2 separate regions of the Danio rerio genome follow, and region 1 is linked to region 2. A link is a contact called in public HiCAR-type data. All regions are on one chromosome and are shown on one strand. The core of a region is the stretch at or near the end of the contact, and the rest is flanking DNA. Distances in the headings are between cores, read along the strand shown.

Region 1 (5,339 bases), core at 1,070-3,569, 210 kb before region 2:
TTTTCCCCAATCATTATATATTCAAAAACATTACATATATTCTAAAATTACTACATACGGGAATAAAGGCAATTCTTTTATATGTTCAGTGCTGCGATCATAGAAGAGGCTTGTGAATGTATGATAGTTTTGTGTATAATAATTCATTCATGGACTATTTTCAAGAAGTTCATGGTGTTTTATAACCAAGACAAAAGAAAGATATCATGTGGGTCTGTCCCACGCAAAGGCTGCAAGTGCGGCAGAAGCAGGCTGCCTTTCACATCAGTCTTCACACCTCATTAACGCACCCCTTTCTCTATCTCTCGGTGGTAAGTTAGTGCGCTGGATTTATGCCCTCCTTCTGCAATCATAACAAACGACGCAAGAGAACATGATACGCAGCCAGTAAACGAACCACACATTAAAATTATTTAAGAAACTCCATCTAATCTGGAGGATAGTAACTGCATTGTCGTCCTATAACACGCTCTTGCATAGACACTTCACCCATATAAATCAGACGATCACGTTTACCCCGTATCGCTTTCAGTTTAGCTTTGTCCCTTCACTCGGCTAAAGCAGCAAACAAGCCAAATCTTTGGTGTTTACTTTGGTAGTTCTTTAAAACGCAAGAGGCTGATTTGAATAATTCAAATACTTTGAATATCCAAAGTCCTTAGATTGATTAGAAACATTATTATTTGGGTGATTTTAGGTACTTCAACGATTAAGAATCGTTTAATGAGTGGCAATACAGAGGATATGGGCCCTAAAATCAGCCTAGATGAAAACATACTGCTGTGGTGTAGTGAATTCTTATGAGCTTGCGCGTAAGGGAACGTCAAAATGTACAACATACAATATGAGAATCGTAAATATACTTGTAAGGACACTATTTAAACGTATAAGCATGAATGAAAGCTAATTTGTTTTCCCTCACCCAAATGTAATGAAACTAAAGCAAGATAAGTCAAACTCCAGTTAGCTGCGAGATTTGAACTAGGTAAAGAGTAAAGTTTGTGAAGTCTAAGATAGTACACCCCATAAGAGAAAACCAAACGCTGATAGGGAAAACCTTGAAAGGGTTCAAGTATCTTAGGTAAACAGGAAACAACAATAATACAAATAACTTGCCACTATCTTTGCAATGGCTTTTATAGTGTTCTAACAGGCCTGAGCGCAGCTAAACAATAGCCTACCACACATTTTTACATATTCTAAAATTTTATCAAATCCTGTAGGCATTACTAATAATGAATACTACTAAATATATATATTACTAATCCTAGTGTACTCGATAATACATTTACACATTTAACATGAACCGTACTTAGCCTAACTTTTAATGGTGCCTATGTGCTATGTGTAACTAGTAAACAAGCTTCAATTAAAACAATATTTATTAAGAATTTATTATTTCTTTAACCATTGTGCCAGTCTGATGGCTCACATTCACTTCATCAAACATACACAGAAATAGTTTGTTTACCCTTTTCAAGTCGTCGTCATTTTATATATATTTAAATAACTGTATCATTATGCCATCAATTCATAATCCCACGAAAATCAATGAAGCCTAAAAAAATCTTATGGCCTTGCCAAATTTATGCTTTTATACGAGTGACTAATATGAAAAACTGTGTATTATGAAGAGTTGATGCTAAATTTCATTTTGATTATGTAAACCATCCACATTTTGCTATTTAATTTTAATCAACCTAAATAAATTATTCGTAAAACGACTGACGGGGCTGATCCATTGTTCCATATTTCACCAGCCATCGTCTTCTTCTTTTATTATTATTATTATCAAACAGCATTTTAACCGTTGGTCTGAAACTAGTCTATTGCTATACCACCAAATCAAAATGCATTTGTAAAATTGCCTTTTTATTTAGCCTACTATATTTATACGAACCACTCAATAAAGCGGACGCGTCAGAATCAAATTAAAGATGATATCAGGATAAGACACGCAAAGTTCTCCACTCTTCTAGTCGACGTAATAATTAGAATTATGCTTATGAAACAAAATTACAGTGCAATGTTGCAAACACTTACCATTCAAGATGTGTCTAAAAAGAAAATCAAGACTCGGGGAACCCTGTCCACTAGTTCAAACGCGAAAGGGGAAGCCTACGCTAGTGCAAACGCCTGTCATGTCAAACTTGTCAGCCAATAGAAAAACAACATGGAAGTACCTCGCTGTGTGATTGGCTGGCAGCACCTCGTTTAGGAGACATGTGTAAATGGCCAGCCCACCATTTTCAGGATTGAAATGTAAGCCTGTGTTCCCTGCCATAAGGAAACAGAAGGCGAATTTTCCTCTCTTGCAACTAATCGCTATCACATCCGTCTCGGACGCTTAATTTTCATCTGCATCGGCTTCGGTGCAATAATTACCAGCTAAACTGGACTCGGAACAGGTCAGAATAGGACAGCATAGTGAAGTTTCTTTTTTCCTCGGGAGGCTAAACGCAATGGGTAAGATCTATATTCATGTTTTCCCACATGGGAGCGGGCATGCATTAACACATTTGAGGGGAAAAAAAACTGTTCGACATATAAGTAATATATAGTTCAGTTCTTGACTCAAAACTGTTAAAACGACTGATGCTTCGATCGTCATTTCGGAAATTAGAATGGCACATTGCTGCGATTGTGCGTAATCGCGTCCAAAACGTGCCTAAGTTACCGAATGTACAATTTCGTGTATCATGACAGAATTTGTTTTGTGACACTTAGCTTTTTGCAGTAAACATTGACAGAGAAGCAAACACGATCTTTAATTGAAAGCAAACACAAAACATAGATAAATCGAATTTAATCGAAAATGAATCCGACGTACTGAAATATTAAAGTTTAACGATCCATTGCCTAGGTATATCTGATGTTTTATGCTATTTTTTTCTTTTATATATCTGCATAACTAGAGCCAGCCTTTGGGGAGGTGAACCAACTAGGCGGTGTTTTTGTCAACGGAAGACCCCTACCCAATGCCATCCGGCTCAGGATAGTAGAGTTGGCCCAGTTGGGCATCAGGCCTTGTGACATCAGCAGGCAGCTCCGCGTCTCCCACGGCTGCGTGAGCAAGATTCTGGCTCGGTACAACGAAACCGGCTCAATACTTCCCGGTGCAATCGGCGGCAGTAAACCGAGGGTCACGACCCCAAACGTAGTCAAGCACATTAGGACTTACAAGCAACGGGACCCTGGTATTTTCGCATGGGAGATTCGAGACAGACTGCTCGCGGACGGCGTATGTGATAAATTTAATTTGCCCTCTGTCAGCTCAATTAGTAGGATTCTCCGCAACAAGATCGGGAATCTGTCTCAACAGAACCAGTACGAGTCGAGCAAACAGGCCTCTCATCCTCAACCTCAACCCACCATACCCTACAACCACCTGTATTCGTATCCAACTCCAATAGCAGCCGCTGGGACTAAAGTACCAACTCCGCCTGGCATGCCCACTCTTCCTGGACATATGGCAATGCATAGGATATGGCCTTCCTCTCATTCTGTTACAGATATTCTGGGCATTCGATCAATAACGGAGCAGCAAAGTAAGCATCCTCTCAGTTTTTGGTAATACAAACTTTGTCCTTGTTTTTGTGTGTCTGTGGACATGCCAAAAGACTGTTCTCAGGCCTGTCAAAGCGTGTGTGACATTTTGTGCATGTCTGTGTTTCTCAAATGAAATTAAATGAGATGTTTTTGTAGCGATGGACTGACTAAAACGTAAGTTGTTGAAATTAAAAGCTATACAAAAGTCGATAATTTTATTGGACGCAATTATTTAACAAGTCCGCAAAATTTTAAATACGAACAAATTTTTAAAGCGATGTGGGATGATTCAAACATTGTGCTGAAATGTTTGCAGAAGCTCCACGTTTGCAATAAAACAGACGGTTTAAGGCTTTTAGTAATAATTATATAGCGGATGTGGAATATAACGAAGAATTGGCCCAGCCAAGAGGAAAAAAATGCTTTTTAAGGCCAGCAGCGTTATATAGGCTACTAGGGCCCACATTTTACACGATTTATTTCAAGTACATTTTTTTTAAAAACAATTTGCGAATGCCTACACAGCAAGGCTTTTCATTAGCCTAAGCATGTTATGGACTTGAATTGAGGCCGAACGTTTTATTTTCTTCAATTAACGACTTCAATTATGTCGGTCATTTAGTGAATATTAAAATTATCTTAAGGAAACGTGGAAACGGAATAACATTATATGCAACCTTGATAAATCTGTTTGTTTGCCTTATCCTGTTGTTTTATGCGTACAGTATCATGTAAAGGCCGCAGCCTGTCTTATTTAATTGTAGTTGTTCGCCTTTTCAAAGGCAGTGTTGACAATAATGCTTCAAACGCAGATGAGGATATTGAGTTTAGGCGGCCTTTATTAACCAATACTGCATTTCTAAACGATAAGCAGATGTTTACGGCAGCTTTTGAAAACGTAAATAAAGTATGATCTTGGAAAACTGAAAAACGTGTAGCGTGCAACTGTTTCACTATTTACAACATTAGTGAAGCAAATACGAAACGTACTTTCGAGGAGGGTTTGACAGGAAGAATGCATGCTGAAAACTTTTAGACAGTTTGTCATGATTTAGAGTTCACCTACAACCAATGGAGCAACTCTCTTTTTTTCTTTCGTACACACACAGACACTGAGTAATGGTTGTTCATGCTCAAACATCATCGGGTCTTCAAGCTAAGTAACCTGTGCATTTTAATTACATTTTCTTTTTGAAACTGTAGATTTGTTTAACGTAATCGACCTTTTTAAAATATAAGAGCGACTACACGTGATCCCCGAATGATCGATGTGCATAAGCTACAGAACAGTTTGTAAAAATGTCGTATTGTTGTGTCGTATTCCTGGTTATGCTTTGAGAACAATACAAAGATGCACACATAGATCCACACGTGATGGAATGGGGGAAATCTACTTTGTGGCCCTCTCAGGTTACAACACTGGTGGGCTTGCTTTTCCAATTTCAAACTTTAGGAACCGTGTATAATATAATATCCATCAGGCACAAAGGGGAAACGGTTAAAGTAAATCTAATTTGTCCTCCCAGGAAGACGCTGGGTAAATGTTCAGCAGGACTTCTTGTATTGTGAGCATCAGAAAGAATTAACCATCTCAACTCACATCCTGGTGTGTTTTCATTCGTATGAACAGGAAGAGCGCCGTTGTGACTTATAAAATAAGTTGATAAAACGTATGATCTCCTTATAAGTATTATTGCATACAAAAATGTGTCTTGATGTATTTTAATGATACAGTCTGCACACGCTGTTATTATATGACACTATATACATAACGTGTGTCTACGTGTGTT
Region 2 (5,093 bases), core at 2,478-4,977:
GCCCAACGTGCACTGCTCTTTGGGGTTTTGTGCTCAAAGCACCCGCTGACTGCTGGAGCTCAGACATGCTCGTACACTGCAGCGCATGACAGTGTGTGTGTTTGTGTGTGTGTAATCACTAAATGTGAGTTTTTAGCAGTATAGTGTGGAAGGAGGGCTTTTCAGAAAAGCTAGATGAAACGCATTGTGGACATTGATCGATTTCCTTCTAAAATGCCATTTTAAAACGAAGACGTTGCTGCTGCAAAGAGGGCGGGCCAGCGAATCACGATGCCGCCTCAGCATCTTGATGTCTAGCCCCTAGTAACCCCAGTTGCAATGTACTAATTGTGTAAATACATGTTTTACATTCTACTTACATTATATGTACTTATAAATACATTTTAGAAAGAAAGAAAGAAAGAAAGAAAGAAAGAAAGAAAGAAAGAAAGAAAGAAAGAAAGAAAGAAAGAAAGAAAGAAAGAAAGAAAGAAAGAAAGAAAGAAAGAAAGAAAGAAAGCTGTTAAAATAAAGCATATTGAAAGGAATATATGTATTTATTTCTTAAGCTCAAAATCCTTCCTTGTACTTGTTATAATGAGCTTGTCTGACAGGGAGATTTCCTATCACAAGTACAGTCAGCTTGATTCTAAATGGTCAAATTAATGTAGAACTGGGTTTTGAAGGCTTGTGTTGAACACAGACTGATTCTCTGTAATGGCACAGTAAAAAGCCTCACCGGAGCAGTTCTTTCACATTAGCTGATTTTCCTATTTCTCCGCCAATACATTTTCACAAGCTTAAAATGTATAATGAAAGCTTTCGCAAAGCAGCTGGCATCATTTCTTTTTACAAATGTGCAGATTCCGTTCTGTCTGCTGCATGTACAGTATTAAACTACTGCTGGTCTGTGTATGTATGCATTATATGGGTCTCGCTAAGAGTGTTGTGATTTTAAGACGCTTAGTCAGTTTGTCCTGTGTGAACTCCAAACGCACACACACACACACACACACACACACACACGCACACACGCACGCACACACGCACGCACACACGCACGCACACACGCACGCACGCACGCACGCACGCACACACACACACACACACACACACATTTATTGACAAGTTAAAGGATGATTACTGTCATTAACACAGACGTCAATGTTTATAACATAGTGGTTTAACATATGCAAGTTAAGTATAATACAGAAACATTTTCATTTTCTCAGGGTTACATTAACTGAGTAATATTGGACAAATTGCAAATTGTGTTTTTAAATAACTTAAGGTTATAAATGGGAAGTTTTTTTTTAATTGTCAATATTTACATTTAGCCAAATAACTAATTGTTTAGTCTCTCACACATAATCTATTTGACATTATAAAAGAACAAAACAGGGAATAACTTTTGAGTTAGAGTTAAGTAATGATGAGCAACTGAGATTTGCAAATATTATTAGTAATATTATTATTAGTTAGTAAACATATTATTCATATTAGTAATATATATATATATATATATATATATATATATACATATATATATATATATATATATATATATATATATATATATATATATATATATATATATATATATATATATATATATATAATTTTAAGTAAAAAAAACTCAACATAAAGATAGGAGTCTGAGAAAAATTATCATTTTCTAATGTAAATTTCAGACAGCACTAAGAGGTTTTTGCATCTGAGCTCTTCTTATATATATATATATATATATATATATATATATATATATATATATATATATATATATATATATATATATATGTCTGATTCCAGCGTTATGGATGATACATTTGCAGTAAAAATTCAAAACATAAATTCACAGAGAAAGTATACGTTAACATTATATTGAATCATCTGTTTATATTTTCCAAAACAACTAACCACAGAGTTATAGGATCAAAAAAAATCAATCTGTGCACATTTTTATACTTTAAATGAGGAAAATAAACAAGCGTTATGGATGTGACAAAAAAAGTGCGAGTTTACAGTATACAACATATTTCGTAGAAATTCTGTGAATTAAACTGCACAACCCAAAATAAATATTCCTTAACAAAAGGATAAGAGTTGGCTCTTTATAGAACAAAAGTGATTGATTTTATTTTATTTTGACATTTTTGCATTTTTGAGGGAAAAGCTTTGTTATGGATGTGACACTTTTTCGTTATGGATGTGACGGATGTGAAATTGCCATTTGTGTGACTTTGGTAAATCAAATATAATAGTTTGAAAACATTGACAGACACATTTTTAAGTATTTTTAAAGTACTGTAAAACACTTGCCTGCGCAAAAAATGTAGAAACGGTTTCGCTATTTTGGTGAAAACATTTTTCTTTTCATGGCAAGGTTGACATTTTCATGGAATTGCTCATATATATATATATATATATATATATATATATATATATATATATATATATATATATATATATATATATATATATATATAAAAATTCTAATTCTCTCTATTTAAGGCTCCAAAAAATATTGAATCAACTTTACTTGATTCTGACTAAACCATGATGTAAATTATTGCTTCAGTGACTCCCAGGTAGATTTATGGTAGAGCTTAAGTATTAAGTTTTATAATTTATCTGTATTATTAATTATGTACTGGATAATTTGTTAAAATAATAATAAAAGTAATATTAAATCATAATAAAAAACAAATAAATAGTAAAAAAATATGCGAATAAATGTAATTTAAAATATAAATAAATTAATATTTAAACCGGCATGTGAACATGAAATAAAGAAAAGAAAAAAACATAAAATTTAATCCAATGAGTAAAATGCATACATACAGAAGTATAATGAGCAGAATACAAGACGTAACTTAACAGAACTCAATATGTTTCTAACCATCTCAGAGACTTTCGTTTTAAAATTCCCTTGCTCTCGCATTAGGATGAGCTATTATTAGATATCGTTTTATACATTTCATACTGCTGGATTGGTTTTAGTGTTACTGTATTATTTCTTTGTTTAATGTCACTAAATACCCAGCCTTTATGCTCTGAAATGAACGCGTGAACAAAGTAAAACTCAGAGGGAACGATTAGTAAACGGAACCATCAGAAGTGCGCGTGTCTCCCGCGTCCCTCTTCGGACATACATCCGGTCAAAGGATTCCTACTTCTATCTGCTTCAAAATCACCCACTAAACACATTCAAGGAACAATAGCAACAGTATAATACAAATCACACCCTATGAAAGTACCTCAGGCACCACTGAAAGTCTGCCAACTAACTACTGAATTTGCACGAGCAGCGCGCGAGACAGAACCACTTGGTAAACAAAGTTCGTGGATTGTATGAAAGAGAAAAGTTAAATCTCGTCTTACCTGCTGAACCTCCCGCAATGATCTGATGAGACGCTTCTCTCAGCAAACTTTGCTTTTTAGATGTCATTTTTGTTTGGTTCTGGGCCTGTGTTGAGGAAAACAAACTGTCATAGCCGCGCTGACTTAATGGAAACAGCTGTCATTTCATATGTGTTAACATTATGACTTTAGTGTTTGACATTATTAGTGACTGTCTCGAGTAAATACATAGTGTAGCAAACGTTAAAATCAGTAACAGTCGGTCGTTGTGTTCATTTGGCCATACGGCGCGTAATATAGTGTGGTAACGTTATATGGATTAAACCTTACGCTGATTAGTTTGGGATTTGAGTTGACTGTTTATTGTAGTAGTTCCTCGAGCTGTTGTGACACGAGGCGTCCTGGCGCGAACAGAAACGACGGAGATCTGTGCGTGAGCGCGCGCTGAGGCAGTTCATGTGTGCAGGTTAATTTTAACTCGGAGACAAATTCAGCTCACAGAGTCCACTGGGCAGAGGATGAATAGCCTACTAGCCTATGATTAAAGTACATAATACTAAAAAATCGATACAATATAACAACAACATTCCATATCAACTGTAGATTTATTCGTATTTGTCCGTAAGCCAGAGAAACTATGAAATTTTCACATTTCTTTTTCCACTGGCGTTCATTACTCACTTAGACCAAAGTATTCAAACCGTTTTTACAGTCTATGGTTCAAACACACTTTTTTTTTTTTTTAACTTTTTTTCTATTTTTTGCTTTGTCTTAACTTAATTAGCAATACTTTTTAATGTTGTATCAATTAATAATCTTTCTTTACATGAAAATGTTTTGTTGTTTATATTTTGGTTTGAACAAGTTTAGCGTTCTTTAGCATAAATGCTAACATGGACATTATACAACATTCAAAGACAAAAGAGGGTTTTCAAAGTCTGTTATTTTATTCAGTGTAACTTGTTTTATATAGCAAACAAAAATATAGTTATTAGGCATATTTAGCATAAACATCAGTAAGTGGCACTTTAAAAGACTAAAAGTTGAAGTGCACCTCTAAAATACATTTGTATCGCACAAAGGTTTTGATTTTAGATTTATCTAATGCAAGTAAATAATAAAGCATAACATAAATATAAGCCTATACACAATTAGCATTGGGATGATAATCGGTTTCAAGGTTTACCATGGTTTGGAAAACTGCCAAAGCTTTCTGTTATTCTGTTCCTATACGGTATATTGAAGTTATTTCTTAAAACTATTTTATTTCGGGGTTTTTTTTTTACGGCAACAGTATCTCCAGCAAAAAAGCAACATCCACATCAAAATCTATGAGTTTAAAATACTTGAAATGTTTCCTAAAATAAAATTTATTGTGTTCAATAGGGGGAAAAAGTTGTTTTTTTACCCAGAGATTTAAAAAGAACTTATTTTGGAGCAGTGATCACATCGCGTGAAACTGTGATTGTTTTATTCAAGGTTATTAAACCGCTAGAATTTTATGCCGGCCCACACCTAAACACAATAGATTGTGAAAAATAACTTTTAAGCACACTAAACCTATAGTAGCCTACCAAGTAAATCAGATATGTCACCTCAGACACTAAAAATACACAGAGCTTAAAATAGTGTACTTGACGTCTCATAAACTAAAAGCTGTGATTTAAAATGTGAAGAAAAAACATAAAAATACATCCTTGAGAAAGTCTGGGATTCCTCCAAACCATGTAGTGAACCACAGATTTTTAGTATTT

Evidence for each region. HiCAR-type assays count read pairs that join an accessible place to other places.
Region 1: a contact with region 2 is called in a HiCAR-type map of caudal fin, with 9 times the contacts expected there. The contact joins the promoter of pax9 here to the promoter of slc25a21 in region 2. A contact is called at or near these places in 6 of 18 Hi-C or Micro-C datasets (caudal fin, embryo and hematopoietic stem cells) and 3 of 4 datasets of contacts at active chromatin or transcription factors (caudal fin, embryo and gastrula embryo).

Annotation. Positions count from the first base shown.
Region 1 is chr17:40,109,355-40,114,693 of GRCz12tu, reverse strand. pax9 (paired box 9) reads left to right here and starts at 2,319. Exons shown (of 4, transcript NM_131298.1): 1 at 2,319-2,466; 2 at 2,916-3,548. The coding sequence starts at 2,463.
Region 2 is chr17:39,896,758-39,901,850 of GRCz12tu, reverse strand. slc25a21 (solute carrier family 25 member 21) reads right to left here and starts at 3,727. Exons shown (of 11, transcript NM_001076632.1): 1 at 3,670-3,727; 2 at 3,361-3,445. The coding sequence starts at 3,427.